2 separate regions of the Mus musculus genome follow, and region 1 is linked to region 2. The links are chromatin contacts, called in public HiChIP or PLAC-seq maps. All regions are on one chromosome and are shown on one strand. The core of a region is the stretch at or near the end of the contact, and the rest is flanking DNA. Distances in the headings are between cores, read along the strand shown. Region 1 overlaps Apbb2 (amyloid beta (A4) precursor protein-binding, family B, member 2). Region 2 overlaps Rbm47 (RNA binding motif protein 47).

What was found. HiChIP or PLAC-seq counts read pairs in DNA pulled down with a chosen protein or histone mark.
Region 1: a contact with region 2 is called in a FOXA1 HiChIP or PLAC-seq map of pancreatic cancer cells. The contact joins two enhancer-like sites. A contact is called at or near these places in 2 of 115 datasets of contacts at active chromatin or transcription factors (large pre-B cells and pancreatic cancer cells).

What each region holds. Positions count from the first base shown.
Region 1 is chr5:66,372,964-66,375,936 of GRCm38.p6, forward strand. All of the region lies in intron 9 of Apbb2 (amyloid beta (A4) precursor protein-binding, family B, member 2), which reads right to left. Among named protein-coding and RNA genes, the nearest start is that of Nsun7, 110 kb to the left of the region's middle. Within about 2 kb of position 1,623, at least 32 of the 459 cell types and tissues checked have an H3K27ac peak or open chromatin away from gene starts, as enhancers often do. A contact at or near this core is called in pancreatic cancer cells, where this site is marked.
Region 2 is chr5:66,057,635-66,060,383 of GRCm38.p6, forward strand. The region is part of intron 3 of Rbm47 (RNA binding motif protein 47); the gene reads right to left. Among named protein-coding and RNA genes, the nearest start is that of Gm40310, 49 kb to the left of the region's middle. Within about 2 kb of position 1,402, at least 31 of the 459 cell types and tissues checked have an H3K27ac peak or open chromatin away from gene starts, as enhancers often do. A contact at or near this core is called in pancreatic cancer cells, where this site is marked.

The DNA.
Region 1 (2,973 bases), core at 373-2,872, 320 kb after region 2:
GGCAGAAAGGAGGAACATGCAAAGTGGAGAAGGCTTTAACAGGAGAGAAAGATGAGGCCCAAGGAGTTGGCAGAGCTTCAGGGATGGCCAGTGGATGCCCACAGGACAGGGCCCTGAGATTCAAGTCTGTATTGCTGGATTCCAGCTGTATGGTTATCCCGGCTCCTGACCTAGTCACAGAGATCAGCCCTCTAGAGACGTCAATTCCTAAGGTTGGAGTCAGGTGGGAAAGGAGTATATACATATGAATATGAAGGACTTTTAAAAGATCTAACCAGCTCAAAGAGGGCCAGAACGATGCCCATCTACAGTATATTCATTCTATTTGATCTTCTCTGTTTTGTGATGCTTTCTCAAGAGATAAGAAAGTGGGGGATGGGGTAGAACAGGATCACCCTCTGTCTGGTTGTGAACACCTGTAATCCCAGCACTTGACCCAGGGGGATTACAGGTCCAAGATCAGCCTGAGCTACACAGTGACTCCTTGTCTCCCTGTCTCAAACAATACAATAAAACCAGCCAGCGCTTTGCTTTGCTCTTCTTCATACCATTACCGAGGGACTGCAGCAGCTCCGGTTTCTATTCTGAGCCAGATCTTTTGATTGTCCAGTAAACAAAAGGCCTTAACGCAACACAACCTCCACAACACTGAGAAGGCGCTGGCCGTTCAAGTTCAAATACCCTGGTGGGATGTGGCCTCCATTGTTGGGATGTCATGAGCCAACGGCGGTTACTCCAGGCAGGAATGAATGCACACCACTGTCACCACGGTCATGCTCCTAAATGAAATCAGGCTTTGTGACTGTTTGGAAACAGCGAAATGCTTTTCAACTCCGGGACGTTGTGGGTCCTGTGGGGACAGGTGTCTGGGGGATCCCTTGAGTGGAGTTTGACCCAGTTTCCCTCTTGAAGGGAAAAAAGTCATTGGCCTGGTGAATTATTCATTCACTATGGCAGTGACCTTGGCCAGGGAGGCCCCAGAACACATTCAGCATTGGCCTCAGCAAATGTATCAGCTGCTTCTACTGCCTCCACAGGCTGTCAACAACGTGATGGGTGCTCAGGCAGAAACCACCACTCAGGGGCCTTCTGGGACACCGGGCCCACTAGTGCTCTTCCTGCTTCCTGAGCAAGACAGTCCTATTGTGAAAGTTTGTGCTCTACTCATATTTGCCTGGCCCATCTATGAAGGTCATGTTCATGAAGCATGTATACCGTGCCACTTGGTAAGGGGTGACACACATGGAAATATCTCCAGTATCCACCCACAACTATCTATGGCATTATTGGGAAGGTGCTTCCTAGTCTGCATCAACTCTGCCTATACACCATTGAAAGGCCCAGCCCGTGGTGGCTGTTGCTGAGCCGACGAGTGGGTTGAACCATCCCGTCAGAAACAAGTCATAGAAACTTAAAAGAACGTGCCAGAATGCCAACTTGTTAATTTACACAGGGAAATGCAAGTGCCACCCTGGTTCAATGCAAGCACAGGCTGAGGAGAAAGTTTGCCCTCTGTTGCAAGTCCACTCTGGTTTCTGATCGGCCGCTCATAGTAAGCTGAGCAGCAGAGGTGCATGCAGAAGTGCCCGTGCCGGCATTTTACCAGGCAGGATGTTGGGAGATTCTCCCCTGGTGCCAGAGACAGGCCTCAGGGGTGTGATGTGGTATAAGCATACTTGCTTGTATTAGTCACTGCCTGTCTAGGAACCAGCCTGGCATTGAGCCCTATTAATTAATAGAAAATTTGAACAGAGGTATGCTTACTTTAGATATGGAGTGTAATGTTTCAAAAATGTTCATGGAATAGACTCTGTGTGTATGTGTATATGTGTGTGTGTAAGCACAAGCTTGTATGTATATTACAAAGTCCATCATCTTATTGGCAGAGATAGTTTATTAGGGGCTTATTCTGTGCCACTTACAGATCACAGCCCAAGTTTATAGCATTCAGCAAAATATGTTCTCATACCACCAGCTCAGGTGCTGCATTTCTTGTTTTCGGAATGAAAGGTAGAGGCACAGAGCAAATGGCTGAACTGTCTAAGGTGACACAGTAAGCAAGCAGCTGAGCTTCATCTCTTACGGGGTGTGAGGCACCACGATCTGGGACTTCACAGGACAGGAAAACCGCCACCATGAAACTGAACAAGGGACCTGCAGCTTCATCTAAGACACATGGAAATATCACGGCAAGAATGAGTAGACCTCGCTGGGGGTCGGGGACTGCTACTTGCTGCCTGTACCCTCATTGTGCTCACTGCCCTTCATTTCCCCGCTTGCATCACTGGAGGGAAGCCACTGCCTCTGCAGGTGCTATGGAGGATTAAACTGGTGCATCTCTAAGCAGAGGCCTAGTACTACCTTTAGGATGGAAGAGCAGCAATGTTCACTGGGTCAGCTCTGAAGCCACGACGCTCAGATATAATCCCTAGCACTCTACTTAATTCCCCAGTGACATAGGACCAGTTACTGAGCTGCCCTGTGCCTCTGTTCCCTACACCAACAGAGACAACAGCAGCACTTTGGTTCTGGGGAACACTAAGAGTCTGAAGACTCGCGCCAAACATACAAAGCACTGCAGGCGATCGAGGGGCGTGCTCAGTGTGCTAGCTTTGATGAGCACTAGCTTCAAATGACCGACGGAATGAGCCACACCAGCTGGCATGGAGGTCATCTAAAAGGACTCATCCGGCCACTCACATAGCCTGTGGTCGGGGTTAAGTGTGATGATGCTCAATTCCAAGTGCTCAGATGTAGATCAGGAGAGTGGCTCTTCCCTCGGGCAGTCACTGCTCAGTTCCCAACAGCATCCTTATCTGACTCTTTAGGACAGTGGTTCCCAACCCTCCTAATGCTGTGACCCTTTAATACAGTTCCTCATGTTGTGGTGACCCACCCACCCCGGCCATAAAATTATTTTTGTTGCTACTTCATTAGAAATCTGCCAAGGGGGTCTCGACTCACAGGCTGAGA
Region 2 (2,749 bases), core at 152-2,651:
GCTCTAAAGAGAGGCAGAAGGTACCAGGGAAGTATGGAAGGCCTAAGGTAGATGTGGTTGTATAAAAGAAAGAAACAAGGGCTGGTGAGATGGCTCAGTGGGTAAGAGCACCCGACTGCTCTTCCGAAGGTCCGGAGTTCAAATCCCAACAACTCTTCCGAAGGTCCGGAGTTCAAATCCCAGCAACCACATGGTGGCTCACAACCATCTGTAACAAGATCTGACTCCCTCTTCTGGAGTGTCTGAAGACAGCTACAGTGTACTTACATATAATAAATAAATAAAAAGAAAGAAAGGAAGGAAGGAAGGAAGGAAGGAAGGAAGGAAGGAAGGAAGGAAGAAAGAAAGAAAGAAAGAAAGAAAGAAAGAAAGAAAGAAAGAAAGAAAGAAACCGCAGACCAGTCCGGAGAAAGAAGACATAGACATTATGAAATCAATCATATCAGCTATTTTTACTTACTTCGGGTGTTTAAATTTTTATTATGGGGTATATGTGTATGATAATTGAGGAAGGGTTTGAGCCAGGTTGGGACAGAGATGAGAGGACATATTTGTTGAGTCTATTCTCTGATGGTATTTGTGTGGGTCCTGGAGGGTTGAACTTGGGTCAGTGGGCTTGGGTGGCAAGGATTTTACACTTTGTGGTTTTCCTGAGCCTGGGTCTAATATATATATATATATATATATATATATATATCGCCAAAGCTAGCTTCAGGCTTTGTACCTGAAGACGACCTTGAACTCCTGATCCTCTCTCTGGGATATGGGTGCTGGGATTTGGGTGTGAACCACACTGTCCAGTTGCCAGTGTGAACTGTCATGATCATGGGGCCTTTTTCATGCCAGACAAGCACTCTACTACTGAGCTGGGTTCATAGACTATTTTATTTATTTAATGTGTATGAGCACACCATTGCTGTCTTCAGACACTCCAGAAGAGAGCATCAGGTCATCTACAGATGGTTGTGAGCCACCATGTGGTTGCTGGGAATTGAACTTAGGACCTCTGGAAGAGCAGTCGGTGCTCTAACTGCTGAGCCATCTCTCCAGCGCCCATAGATATTCTAAATACAGGGAAAATCTGATCAGGCCAAATGAAACCTTACTAAGGTAGTATTATTTATAAACTTTAACTCATCTATAAGTTAAAATAGAACCACAATGTAAAGACCATGCCAATATGTATTTGCTTTTATATATAATAGTAATATATTGCTTCTAGAAATACATTTGATAATATTTAATTATTTGCAGGGGGGTGAGGGAGGGAGGGCAGGCATAAATGAGTGGAGATCAGAGGACAACTTGCATTAGTCAGTTCTCTCCTTCCACCATGAGGTCTCCAGGGATCTGAGTCATGTCATCAGGCTTGTGGCAAGTGCTCTTATCCTCTGAGCCACCTCAGCTACTCATTCGGTACTATTCTGAATTCCAAAAGCTTTGCTGTAACTACCGTTTGCATCAGTGCATGACTAAGATATGAGAGAAAGAAACTGTTCCTATGCATGTGTGCATGCGCACACAGCATTGAAGTATTAGCCTGCACCAAACACTGGCTCGGAAGCCACATAGCCGGGTTAATAGTGTTAGCAACAGCTGGCCATGAACCTAATTACACCCCACTGGAAAGGACACGGGATATACAGAAGTTCCCACAGACCTCTTTCCTCCAGTTAGACTGTCAAATACCCCAACATAGCACTCAGCATAAAATACAGTATATATCGGAGCAAAGTATAAATAAAGTTGGAGATATTTCATCTTAAAATTTAAAAATGGAGCCAGGAGTTAGTTCAGTGGCATAGTGTTTGCATACCTTGATCAAAACACTGGTTTAGATCTTCAGCACACCAAACAGACAAGACCATGGGGGGAGCTTTGACCTCAAAGGTGGTCCTCTAAACCATCACATCACACTGGGTGGATTTATGTAAAAATTGAAACTCTGACCCGGCAGACTAGCTGTCCTAGCTTGCTTTTTGTTGCTGTGATAAACACCAAAATTAACTTAGGGAGGAAAGGGCTTATTTGGCTTACACATCCACGTCACAGTCCATTATGGAGCCATGTCAGGGCAAGAACTCAAGAAGAAGCTGGAAGCAGAAACTGAGGCAGACCATGGAGGGATGCTTTCCATGGCCGGCTTTCTTGGCCTGCTTTCTTATACAATTCAGGACCACCAGGCCAACAAGGACACAGCACCGTGGGCTGGGCCTTCCACATTATTGTGGTGGTTTATATGAGAAGGGGCCCCATAGGCCATTTCATATAAGAATGCTCAGTCCACAGTGGAACTGTTTAGGAAAGTTTAGGTGTGGCCTTGGCAGGTAGTGGTCACTTCAGGTGGATTATGAGGTTTCAAAAGCCCAGTCAGTGTCCTTCTCTGCCTTGTGCTTGTGGGTCAGGTGTGAGCTCTCAGCTCCTTCTCCAGCACCATACTTGCTGGCCTGCGTGCTGCCACACTCCCTTGCCATGATGATCATGAACTGATAACCCTCTGAAACTGTAAGCAAGCCCCCAATTCAATGCTTTCTTTTATAAGTTGCCATGGTCACGGATGTCTCTTCACAGCAAGAAAAGCATATCTTACAAGAGTTAATCAAGAAAAAAAAAAAAGCCTTTTACAGACATGTTCTCAGGCCAATCTGATGGAGGTAATTCCTACATTGAGGAATTTCCAGGTAACACTACTTTTGTCAAACTGACAACATTTAATGAACACAGTAGCATACACCTGGTATCTAAGTAC